Regions from separate parts of the Mus musculus genome. Here region 1 is linked to region 2. Evidence: chromatin contacts called from public Hi-C data. All regions are on one chromosome and are shown on one strand. Each heading gives the region's core, a stretch centred on a gene start, on an enhancer-like site or on the middle of the called end of the contact. The rest is flanking DNA. Distances are from core to core; before and after follow the strand shown.

What was found. A called contact is a pair of places that touch in the nucleus more often than the background predicts.
Region 1: a contact with region 2 is called in a Hi-C map of morula, with 2.0 times the contacts expected there. The contact joins the promoter of Gk5 here to the enhancer-like site in region 2. A contact is called at or near these places in 2 of 39 promoter capture datasets (the C10 cell line and macrophages), 6 of 484 Hi-C or Micro-C datasets (the G1E-ER4 cell line, embryonic stem cells, morula and 3 more), 5 of 115 datasets of contacts at active chromatin or transcription factors (the SCID.adh cell line, embryonic stem cells and stem cell-derived neural progenitor cells) and 2 of 9 other capture datasets (adipose tissue and pancreatic islet).

Annotation. Positions count from the first base shown.
Region 1 is chr9:96,116,177-96,122,267 of GRCm38.p6, reverse strand. Gk5 (glycerol kinase 5 (putative)) reads right to left here and starts at 2,839. Exons shown (of 16, transcript NM_001368879.1): 1 at 2,656-2,839. The coding sequence starts at 2,817.
Region 2 is chr9:96,032,437-96,039,260 of GRCm38.p6, reverse strand. Xrn1 (5'-3' exoribonuclease 1) reads right to left here. Exons shown (of 42, transcript NM_001311130.1): 33 at 5,568-5,676; 34 at 3,565-3,626; 35 at 532-642; 36 at 260-382. Among named protein-coding and RNA genes, the nearest start is that of Gm16794, 73 kb to the right of the region's middle. Within about 2 kb of position 2,775, at least 8 of the 459 cell types and tissues checked have an H3K27ac peak or open chromatin away from gene starts, as enhancers often do. A contact at or near this core is called in morula, where this site is marked.

The sequences.
Region 1 (6,091 bases), core at 1,590-4,089, 83 kb before region 2:
AAAAAATAACTGGAGTCTTGAGCAGCTTCCTACAAACCGAATGCAAAGTTTCACGTTTGGATTTAAATTTTAACTTAAAGATAATGGAAGCCCGTCCTGCTCACATACCCAAAGGACGGTCTCTTTTTCCCTTTTTATTTCCTTTCCATGTGCCTTGTTTGGCTATATGAATCAAATCCTCCTACACTAAGATTTTAGGTTTTTATGAACAATCTTTCCATTATACAAGAAGGGGTGTAACTTCCACTGAGAAGGCTACATCCAGAACCCATGAAGTAAACTGAATTCCTAGCATTTTAATTATTTTGATTCTGAGACAGAGTCTCATTGTGCAGCCCTGGTTTGCCCTGGAATCTGCTATGAAGAACAGGCTAGCCTCAAACTCACAGAGATCTGACTGCCTCTGCCCTCCAAGCGCGAGGAGTAAAGATGTGCACCACTAGGCCGGCATTTACTCTCATCATTTACTCTCCACCCATGAAGTCCTAAAGTGCTAAACGACAGTGTAGACTAGCAAGACCTTATTCTTAATGAATTCAGCTCTCTGCAGCACAGCCTCAGAAGGCGCCTCCTTATCTTTTTGTTGGTTGGAAGTAACGCCCAGGGCACTGCACATGCCAGGCCAGTGTGCTTGGACTAACAATCTGATGCACGATTAAGTTTCTAGAAAGTTGGCCAAAGAAAGACCCCATGTTTTATCACTAGAGACAACAGACATAAAATTATTTTTTTAAATGGCCACATAAGCAAAGACTAGTGGTGTCTCAGCAGGGATGGGATGGGGTGGGCAGATACCTATTTCCAACCTAGCCTATGCTACAGAGAGAGTTCCAGACCAGCCTTGGATACAGAGAGAGATCTTAAGACCACAAATACACAAACACAAACAAAAACCACTATAACTTATTTTTGTATGTAGTTATCTGCCCAGAAGCACACCCTTAAGTTCTGACATCAGCTATCACGGTTTAAGACCATGCTTAGCATCCCAAAGACAGTGTTCTTCCCATCAGTTCCCAGGCATCGTCTCCACAGTTCTTTACATAGCCAGAGCTCCATCGGTAGACCAGGCAGGCTGGCCTTGAACTCAGAGACCCATCTGCCTCTATCTCCCAGGCCCTGGAATTAAAGGTATGTACCACCAAACCCCAATACTTTCTAAAAATCAAATTTCCTTAAATTGTGCAACAACTATGCAGCTGTATTGCCTACCAACTTCTTAAAAATTTATCAAATTTCATATTTACTTCAGGGTAGGGAGCACACTTGTGCCAGTTTAAAGTGCCGAGGACAGAGGGCAACCTATGCTCTCCTTTCTCCCTGTCCATCTCAGGGATCCAAGCTTAGGAGGGAGGACTGGGAAGTCCTCTTTACCTGCTGAGCCATCTCCTTCCTGAACCAAACTCTCATTCCTTAATTAAAAAAAAAAAATTTAAAATGCACCGTTTCAGCAAAAGTACTTTGTGACTAGAATTGTAAGAAAAACTAAGAAGTATCGTTGTGTTTGTGATAAAGACTTGCAATACGACAAGAGCTCAGTATGTGCCTTAGACCTGTCCTTAAAGGTTGGGACAGGGATGGACTGAGTGGGTGGGCAGTGTTCCGACACAGCTGGCCAGAGAGAGAGCGAGCAGCGCAGTTGCTGCAACTCACCTCCTAGCTCAGATCCCTGAAGGGAACGTCTAGTCTATTTCCTCAAAGTAAATTCTTAAGGCAGTCACTACTTAACTTTTACCCTAGTCGATGTAGGATAGCACAGGGAAAAAAGGGGGGAGCCCAGTGCTGTAAGGAAGAAGTTAAATGGCTCTCATATCCCTTCGCTAATATTTTAAACATTAGAAAATGCTAGTATTTAAAGGAGTAAATAAGAACACTACACTCAATCAACTGCATTGACCACTGTATAGAAATTAGCGCTTTATTAAAATGGGGGTTGGCTGTTAACTAGTATCATCTGAGGTTTAAGGCTTTGCTAACAAAGACCAACCAATGCTTTGGCAGGCTTCTCAAGCCAGAAGATACTTTTTAATGAATTCTCAAAGATGGAAAGAAATAAGGATAACAAAGCTTTCAAAATGTGCTCAGTGTCTCCAATATCCATGGAAGTTAAATGTTAATGTGAGGACCTAGCACTTTTACGAACGCAACCAGTAAGGTGGCTTGGCGGTAAAAGTACTTCTGCCAAGCCTGAAGACCTGAGTTCAATCCTAGGGACCGGGCCAACATGGTGGAAGGAGAAAACCGATGCCCAAGAAAGTTGTCCTCTGACTCCTAAATGTGTGCCATATAGCACGCGAGCACACACAGATACACAAATAATAAATGCAACGAATTGTTTAAATAACACAACCGAAAAAAAAAAACCCACAGTTTTATATTCCATCAAAATCTGAAGAGCTAAAAGGCATAAAAGGTCGACGAGGAAGTGCAGAAAAACCACGCAAATCACTAACCACCTTCTGTCCACATATACACAATCTGCCCGCGCTGCCCCGAGAGTCACCTCGGTTCCACCCAGGTAAAGCTAGAGCGCTGAGTCCCGCGGGACAGGAAGCGAGAGACAGACACCGGGCCACGCCGGCCCGAGCCCCCCAGAGGTGCAGGAAGAGCTAGGGTGCAGTCAGATCCCGAGACCCTCCCGCCGCGCCTAGTCACCTTCTGCGCGCTGGAGCCTCGCACTCGCGCCGTCTGGTCATAGACGTGGCAGCGGATCACCGTGCTGCCCACGTCCAGCCCCAGCACGAAGCGGGAGGGCGGCGAGGCCGACGCGCTCAGTTCCTCTCGCTGCCGCTCTGCACGCTCCTGCTGCCCTGACATCGCGACCCCGAACACTGCAGTCGCCACGGGCCGGCCAGCGCGGAGCTATAAACGCCAGACCCCGGGCGGAGAGCTCGCGGCCCCGCCCCTCCTACACCGCGCCCTGTCCCGCCCCTCGACGAGTTAGGCTCCGCCCCTTCACAAGACCCCGCCCCGCCTCGTTCAGCCCCTTCGGGAAGCCTTGCTACCCCACGCTCCGCCCCTAGCACCGTGACGTCAGGGCAGCGCGCCGAGCAGCTCGTGGGAATTTGGCAAAGATGGCGTTTACCGCAGCGCTGTACTGGATGTCACCGTTCAGCGACCGTTACTTTGAAACTTTTTAGTTCCCTTCTAGCCCAGATTACTTTTTTACGAATATCTGTTAGGAAAAATCAAGTGAGATGAAAAAATTTTAAACTTTTTTTCATGTTCACTTAGTTTTTTGCCTGTATTTATGTGTGTGAGCCACATGTGCCTGATGCATGTAGAAGTCAGAAGAGGACCTCCGACGATTGCAAGCTTCCATGTAGGCAATGATAACCAAACCCCGGTCTTCAGCAAGAGCAACTAGTGCTCTTAACCAGTGAGCCATCTTTCCAGTCCGTGGGAAGACATTCAAAAGTATAGGAGGTTCCTCATGAAGTCTTCCCAGAAAAGCTTGCATGTATTACACAACGATGAATAGATGTCCAAGTTTTGTATGGCACTAAAGGGCCTTTGCCGCGACACAAAGTTTAAATTTCGTGAGAATGTTTTGTGGGTAGCTTATCAGCTTAAAGGAATATTTTCTTGTTTATATTACTCTGTTAGCCTACTTGCTTCCCAGAGATTTGCCAAGTTGGATTTGGGTTGTCACTTGAAGCTTGACTGTGAACACCATATTTATTTTTGTTTGTTTGTGGCTTCTCTTAATAGTCTGTCTCTACACAGCAATGCCTATTTGCACCATCTGGCACAGGTCTGCCCTATATCGTTGGTGACCAATTGGTCATGCATGAATGTGTGTGTGTGTGAGAGAGAGAGAAAGAGAGAGAGAGAGAGACTTTCCAGCGTTGTATGCATGACTAATAGTCCTATGCTGTCCGATTCTCTTGAGAAACTGAAACTGTACAAATACCAGAGGGAAGGCAGAGCCAGAACCTGAGAGCCACAACTGAAGTTTGACCTTGTTCCTCAAGGCAATCTCTTACTAGGACCAAAGGCTCCCTAGGATTCTATATGCTCTTGTCGTGAATAGGCACCAAACTCTGGTCCTCATGTTTGACTGGCAAGCACATTACCTACGGAGCTATCTCTCCCAGTTCCTGAGGGAAAGAAACTTTAAAGAATTGGTTGTAGGTCCAGGCAAGCTTAGAAACTTGTAGGGCCTGCTGGCAGCCTGGAAAAGAAGGCACACTTCCATGCTTACAGTTTTGATTTCCTCCTTCCCGAAGCTTGCCTTTGCCCTTTTCCAAAGCTTGCCTGGTGTTCAACTAATCGGGGGAAGCTCAGTCATGTGTGTGTGTGTGTGTGTGTGTGTGTGTGTGTGTGTGTGATATCTTTACTGGGGATACAGATTTAAATGTCAATCACATCTAAACTACACCTCCCACAGCAATGTACAAGTAACCTAGTCAAGCTTATTCATACAGTTAGCCATTAGTTTCCCTGCTTACAACTAAGAAAAGTTCAGTGTAGGCAGTGTTAACAGTTGGTGTACTTCTCACAGAGGTATTTCTTGGGGGTTTTATACTCTGCGACTTTGTGATCATTTTCGTAAGGTCAAACATCAGCAGTTTCTAAAGTGTGAAAGAGCAGATCTTAAAAAATACTTAGTCTAGAGTTTTTAAAAAGTTTCTCATTTTTGTTTTATTTCTCTTGAGACAGAGTCTGAGTGTACCAGAGGCTGGCCTAGAACTCAAGCCACTCCTCCTGACTTCGCCTCACATTGGAATTATAGCAATGCGCCAACAGGTCAAGCACAGTTTTCCAATTTCAAACAAATTTGAAACCTTGACAAATGCTGTCACCTGAAGAAAACTTGTTTTTTTGCTTGTTTGTTTGTTTTTTAGAATATCATTTATTCTTTGTTAACCTCATAAATACATACAATGTATCTTTTAAAACATTCTTAAGTGTATGAATGTTTTGCCTGTATGTATATATGTACATCACATGTGTGCCTGGTGCTCTGGGAGGTCAGACGAGGGCATCAAAGCCTCTGGGACTGGAGTTATAGATGGTTGTCAACTGCCATGGGAGTGCTGGGAATAGAACCCAGGACCTCTGCACAGGCAATAAGGACTCTTAGCCTCTGAGCCAACTCTCCACCTCCAACAATTTATCTTGGTCGTATTCACCCTCAATCTTCCCTTCCTACTTCCCCTGGACACCTTGAAACATGTCCCCACTGCCCTCCCCAACCCAGTGGGTCCAATCCAATTAGTGCTGCCGCTGGACTATTAACTTGATGTTGTGCAAGTCAATCGCCAGCCGCAGTGAGGTCATAGGGGCAAAAGCCATGCCAGGTCCAAGAGGCAGCATTTCACAGCACGCCTACCTGTTCTCCCAATCCTCACACTCCTGCATTGTTTCTGCTGCTCTTTTTCATGGAGTACCTGAGCCTGGGGAGAAAGGGCTGAGCACAACAGTCACTTTTCAGTTTAAAAAAAAAAACAAAAAAACAGCCGGGCGTGGTGGAGCACGCCTTTAATCCCAGGACTGGGGAGGAAGAGGCAGGCAGATTTCTGAATTCAAGGCCAGCCTGGTCTACAGAGTGAGTTCCAGGACAGCCAGAGCTATACAGAGAAACCCTGTCTCCAAAAACAAAACAAACAACAACAAAAAACAACACACAAAAAAAAACAAAAAAACTAGTTTATGATCCTGCTTTGACTGCTGCCCACTACATAAAGAAGCTTGCCTGGCCAAAACTGAAAGCAACATTAGTCTCTGTGTATAAATATAAACACTTGGAGGGCAGTCTGAGAACATGAGCATTTAGCAAAACAACAGTCATAGGTTCCCCTCTAGGCTGTATGATTTCCACAGCCATGAGCTTTTTGGCCCAGATTTATAATGTCACACATGAATGCCTTCCTGTGATGCAGGCCACAAATCCAATCAGCAGGTGGCTACCTCCATAACCTTCATGCCACACTTTTACCATTTGGTCTTGCCTAGCATCTTGGTGCTGTAGCATTCAGAGTTCACTGTGAGGTTATACCATTGATGATTTTTTTTCTCCTCCAGCAGTCTGAAAAGCTCCTTCCTCCCATCACTATGAGAGCTAACTGGCAGGGAGGAAGTTCTCAGA
Region 2 (6,824 bases), core at 1,526-4,025:
TAGTCAGATTTCTAAGTAATAGTTACCCTACTTACTTTCTAGCCTATTTAACAATAGCAGTGTTTAAAAAGCAGGACTCTGTGGTCTAATGGGAAAACAAAAACAAAACCCCAGAAAAACAACATAAAAGGATGGCTAAACTGCTCCAAGCAACCCCGGCTTTCCTCTCAGGACGACTAAAGTGATGTAAGGTGCCACCCAAGAGGAGACAGAGGGTTTGAGCATAGTGTGTGCCCATGTAGCAGCTGAACATACGAACCATAGCAAAGGACTGCGGGGACAAATCCGCCTCATCTGGAGGCTCTCCATGATGAGGTAGCTGTGCTTCATTCTCCTTAGAGAGATTCAAAGATGCTAAAAAGTTCTCAATCCCAGAGGGAGGCTAAAAGAATAAATACGTGTAAAGATAAAAGTGGAAAGTAGTAAAAAGCTAGATTTTACTCTAAAAACTCAGCTGTTAGTCAAGCATTTTCTTAGATGGAAGTTTGAGGAGAGGCAGTGGATGGAGGACTGACTTCTTTATTCACTTACCTTATGCACTGCATTTGGGTAACTAGTTACAACCTTCTGGGCTTCTGAAGTTCCTGGACTTTCATTTCTCTTCAATAGTTTAATACTACATCTGGCAGACCCTCCAGAAGTCTATATGAAAAAATAAGTTTCTTGTGTTAGTAAATTTATAGGTACTATTTAACAATATTCTATATAAATTCAGCAAAATATTCTATGTACTGCATTCTCTCTCTCTTTCTCTCGATTTACTTGTTCTTGTGTGTTTTACCTGCATGCATGTCTGTACATGCCATGTAAATGAGCAGTCACGTAGGTGCTGGGAACTGAACCCAGGTCCTGTGGAAGAGCAGGGAACGCTCTTACCAAGTGAGCCAACTCTCCAGCCCCAAGAACTGCTTTCTATTAATGCCATAAGGAGAAAAGGGATGAGAGGGACTGATAACTTGAATAGGGAAAATGATCATTTTCATTAACCTGTAAGATTTACATTTCTTTCAATTTTGATATAGACTGTAATCACTGATATGGTTTGTATATTTGTATATCCCACCTCAACAGAGATAACCAGCTTCAGATGAGCTCATGAAGAGGAACTCTCATGATGGGATGAGCAATCTTAAAAGGAAAAAGGCGCTGGAGAGATGGCTCAGTGGTTAAGAGCACTGACTGCTCTTCCAGAGGTCCTGAGTTCAATTCCCAGCAACCACGTGGTGCCTCACAACCATCTATAGTGAGTGGGGTCTTGTGCCCTCTTCTGGCATGCGGGCATATATGCCGGCAGAGCACTGCACATAATGAATGAATGAATGAATGAATGGAGAAAGAAAACAGCCCTTTCTTTCTAACGGATCAGAATTTAAGACAGGAGCCTCTACCTAAAGGTCAGGAAGAAAACAGGACAATGAATCTTACCAGATCCTAACTGTGTTTCAGTACTGTTATTTCTCTCAAACTTACATATCTTATTTTACTCTTAAAAACGTTATTTTGGGGCTGGAGAGATGGCTCAGAGGTTAAGAGCACTGACTGCTCTTCCAAAGGTCCTGAGTTCAATTCCCAGCAACCATCTGTAACAGGATCTGACGCCCTCTTCTGGTGTGTCTGAAGCTACAGTGTACTCATATACATAAAATAAATAAACATATTTAAAACAAACAAACAACAAAAACCCCCGTTATTTTGGCTGGGTATAGTGGCACACACCTCTAACCTCAGGACTGTTTTGAAGGCAGAGGCAGAAGGATGAATTCAAGGCTGGCCTAAGTGAGTTAAGAGGCCAGCTTGTGCTACATGACAACTTTTCTAAAAAATATTTGGTCCCAAGTCTGGCCACTTTTTGTTTTCTACAATGGCAGAAAACCAGGACTTTTCACACAGAAGTGCTCATCACAGAGGGATGTTCCCAATCCAAGAGAGCCATTAAAAATGTTTGTTAAAGTATGGAATGTATGCATACAGATATACATAATTATGCATGCCAAACTCTTTGATTCTTATCTAACACATTTACATGTTCCTTATTAAAGCCTAGACAGTAAAACAAATAAGATGTATGACCTCGGCTCTCCCCACTCTAACTCCATACAGCTTGACTTTGCTACCAGTGTATGTATTAACTTAGATTCTTGTAAGCTTCAGGGACTCTACTAGAATCCACCTCCCACAGACAAATGGACTCAAGATAAGTACTGTTAATTAACAGGCTGTTTCCTTCCCCACCTGCCCATTCCTGAGGGTGGGACCTATTTCCCTTTCCCTGGTCCTGGGACAGCACTCCCCCCCCCCCCCAACTCTCAAGACCATAGGCCTAAGAATTTCAAATATACACCACACAAATTTTTTTTCTCCCTAAAATTCCTATCTTCTGCTCCAGATGTTCTCTCAGAACTCCATCTAGGAAAGCTCCCAGTTACCCATAGGTACTTTGGCCTAACTTCATAGACTGCTTCAACCTGGACAGCAGTAAACCAACCAGCCCTTCCTGGACTTGACCAACTTTCAAGATTTTTGCCCATACCCCATAAACAAAAATGTACCCCAATGTCAGCAAGAAGTAGTCATGGCCAATCACAGAGTACCTTATTTATTTATAATTAACAAAACGCTGGGATGTTTGGTTTAGGACTGGGACAAGGGACCCAGGTGCAAATTTTATTATGAGTAGACCTGGCTTCCTGGTTCTCTCAACATCCCTCAGTCCCTACCCAGCACACCCTGCCCCTGCCCCTGCCCCTGAATTTTCCAGCCCAGAGGCTGGGTTGTCCTTCTCTCAGAGACTCTTTCCTGTAGAATTCAGACATTTTGGTCTCTGACCCCGCCCCTCCTCCTCTTTCTCTTCGCTCTCTGCTCGGGCTTTCCCTCTTTCTCCTCCCCACTCCCCATGGTAACTTCCCTGGCCTCAATCCCCGGGGCCAACGAACCTGCCTGCCTGAGAGCAAATTCCCAACAAACTTACCTGCCTTTAATATATTCTAATCTGGCTCGAATTGGCTCATTTCACTGGTGGAGAATTAACCTATCATTATGTACAAATAGATACTCCCACATATTTTATAATACATGAGAAAAGCTCTAAGTAACCAATAGTTTATTTCTTTTTTTAAAAAAAGATTTATTTATTTTATGTATGTGAGTACAATGTTGTTGTCTTCAGACACACCAGAAGAGGGTGTTGGATCCTATTCCAGATGGCTGTGGCCACCATGTGGTTGCTAGAAATTAACTCAGGACCTCTGGAAGAGCAGTCAGTGCACTTAACCACTGAGCTATCTCTCCAGCCCCCAGTAGTTTGTTTCTATTTTAGAGATAAAGAAGTTGAGGTCATTAAGAATTGCTCAAGACCACTCAACTCTTTAAGTGTTAAAACAAGGATGACAGATGTCTCTATTCTGAACTGTGGACTCCAGCTGTATAACCATCCATCCAAATGACTATGGCTTTTACTGCAGTCCTTATGGACTGTGGAGAAGGCTGCAAAATTCACTAGATGCTATACAACAACCAAGTGCATAAAAAAAAATCCAGTTATTAAAAATATCAAAGAAAAATTACCTGTTTACTGGACAACTTTTGACTCTGACACTCAGCTTTAGGACTTTTATATTCTTCCTTAACTAGAAACAAGAAAACAGAATTCGGGAAGTGAAAGTGCTTACTAAACACCAACTATATTCATCAAGTATTCACTACAGTGAAACAGCATTTAAAGGATTTCAAGGTGGGTGGTTTCCTCCCGTGTCTGTGCCTCCCTCTCCTCATCCCTTCTCCCTGCTGCCAATGCTGGGATCAAATCTAGGTGCTGGCAATTCTAGGAAAGTGCTCTACCTGGGGGAAGGAAGGGCGAAGACAGGGAGGTCTCTGGAGTGCATTGGCCAGTCACAACCAGTGACCTCTGGATTTTGTTAGAGACCCTGTCTTAAAAAATAAGGCAGACAGCTGGGTGGTGGTACAGGCCTTTAATCCCAGCATTCAGGATGCAGAGGCAAGTGGATTTTTGAGTTTGAGGCCAGCCTGGCTTACAGAGCAAGTTCTAGGACAGCCAGGGCCACAAAGAGAAACCCTGTCTTGAAAAACAAAACAAAAGAAAACAAATCCAACAACAAAAACAACAACAACAAAAGGTAGATGACCCAGTAAGATGGCTCAGTGGGTAAATGCCCTTGCTGCCATGATGGAAAAAAGAACCAACTCCTGTAAGCTGTCCTTCTTGACTTCTACATATATCCACCAAATAAATATAACAAAAAAGTTAAGGAAAGAGATGAAGAAAGAATGAGGAAAATACTTGATATCAGACCCACATGTGTCTACAAGCACTTGCAGAAGAGCCTAGGTGAGCATGTACGCCCTCATAAAAGAATCTAAGGCTGTAGATATTTAGCTCAGTGGTATACTATTTGCCTGGTGGATATGAGGTACTAATCCTTAGAACAGAAAGAAAGAAAAAAAGAGAGGGAGGGAGGGAGGGAAAAAAGAAAGAAAATAAGAAATATTTAACAAAATTTAGCTCTTCCTAGGTAAAAATAAGAATAGAAAAAAATAGAGTGTTTCCTCACCAAATAGGGAACACTGAAACCCATAGCTAAAAATAACATGTGATTGTAAAAGACAGAAAGGTTACCTCTAAGATCGAGGTTAGGCAAGGTTAGGACTGCTCTTCTTTAAAAACAATTAACATAACCTCATCAATAATAGTATCAAAACAAATAATGTAGGAATAAATTCAACATAAACAGTGTAAGAATCGTGTACTGTAAATGGTAAGATATTAGTAGAAAAAATTAGAGAAAACTAAATAAATGAAAAGGCCTCTGTGTTCAAGGGCAGGAAAATGTCAGAGTGTTGAAGATCACATCCAATGTGATCTATGAAAATTCCAGGCACAGTTTTTGCAGAAATAGATAAATTATGAAAAATTCATATGGAAATACAAGACTCAGAATAAATGGAACTATCCTGAAAAAGGGCAGACAAAGTTGGGGGACTCAAAACTGTTTGATTTCTGTACTAAACGCTACAGTAAGGAAGACAGCATGTTTTGTGTATAGATGTGTATAGATCAGCAGATTGGAATGGAGGCTGGAACTCACCACAAAGATGTCTGGTCAACTGATTTTTAGGAAAGGTACCAGGAGAATGGGCATCCACCTGCAGGGGCATTAATAACCTTCCCTGTCTTCATCAGTGCAGACTTTACAGTGATGGGGTTGGTTTACTTGTCTCTCTCTGCCTCTGTATGTGTGGGCATATGCACGCCATGGCATACATGTAGCTCACAGGCTAACTCTAGAGGTTGTTTCTCTCCTTCCACCATGTGTCTTGGGGATTGAACTCAAGTTGCTAAGCTTGAATGGCAAGAGCATTTACCTGCTGGGCCATTTCACTTGCCTGATGAATTCTTAAAGTATGAGTTATATTTCAACAAAGCTGTTTGTTTAAAAAACAATGAAACAACCAACCAACCAACCTACCAACAGCAACCAAAAACAAAAAAAACAAAAAACAACCAACAAAAAGAAGATAGCATACAAACACTTTTCTACCTTAAAACTTACATTTTCGTTGCGAGTCATGTTTTCTCTGCTGATGTCTGACACTGTGGTCAGTAAAGCCAGATTTATGACCTTCAGTTACTTGACTTATTTCTTGAGGTAGAACTGCACCCTGAAAGTTAAAATTCTCAAAAATCAATTAAACAAAACCTTAATATAACAAAAAAATTTTAAAGTTAATTTAATAAAAATTACACAGATTTTTATAAAAACACACAGAAAACTATATAGAATTTAAAAAACTACTCAAAAACCACTCTTGGAAATAAGAATCATTAATATAATGGCCATCACACTCCAGAATTCCCCTATGTGTTAGTTAGAAAGCAAGGTAAATGAAAGACAAGAACCTTCCCCAAATCCTCTTTTCAATAGAAACAATTCAATCTAACTTTGTTTAAAGTTAACAAATACAGAAACTAAAGAAAGCGCTAAACTTTGAATGTTTGTTCATTAATAGAACCTTCTTTAAATCTTTTAAAAAGATTTCCATTATTTTATGTGAATGGGTGTTTTGCCTACATGTATGTCTGTGTACCATATATGTGCCTGGTGGTTGAGGTCAGCAGAGGGCATCTGCTCCCCTGGCACTGGGTTGCAGATGGTTGTGAGCCGCCATATGGACACTGGCAACCAAACCTAGGTCCTCTACAAGAGCAACCAGTGCTCCTAACTGCTGAACTTTCTCTTTCGGGGCCCCTAGAAATTTCTCTAACTTTCTCTAGGCTTACTTCAAGACAAACACACTTTTAGTGTAAGTGGAGATAAGGACACGTAACAGAAGAACGTGGCTGGACCCGCTCATTCACCCCCTCCATTATCTTGACACACTGATGTTAACAACTTCCATTAAAAAGGCTCTAAAATGAATACTTTCTTGTATTTTATGAAAGGTGAGGATATTAACTCATTTACATTCCTTTCTAGGTTCTTTCCTCCATAGTGGATTTTAAAATTAATGTTTATATTTTCAAATGAAACACAATTTTCCAGCAAGACCCACAAGCCCACAGTAATTAAGACAGTTTATAAATGGGCACAATAGTAAAACGTAAGATTGTTTCTTTTCTCTGTGGATGCACACATGTGCACGCTTACACACTCATGTCCTCATGCCTTCCTCGAATACTTCTCAATCTAACTTTTTTGTCAAGGTTCTTCACTGACCCTGGAGTTCCCCGCTTCAGTGACATGTGCCTGACCAGCAAGCCCCGAGGATGTGCCTGTCTCCAAAACACCAGCGCTGTGGCTACAGACATG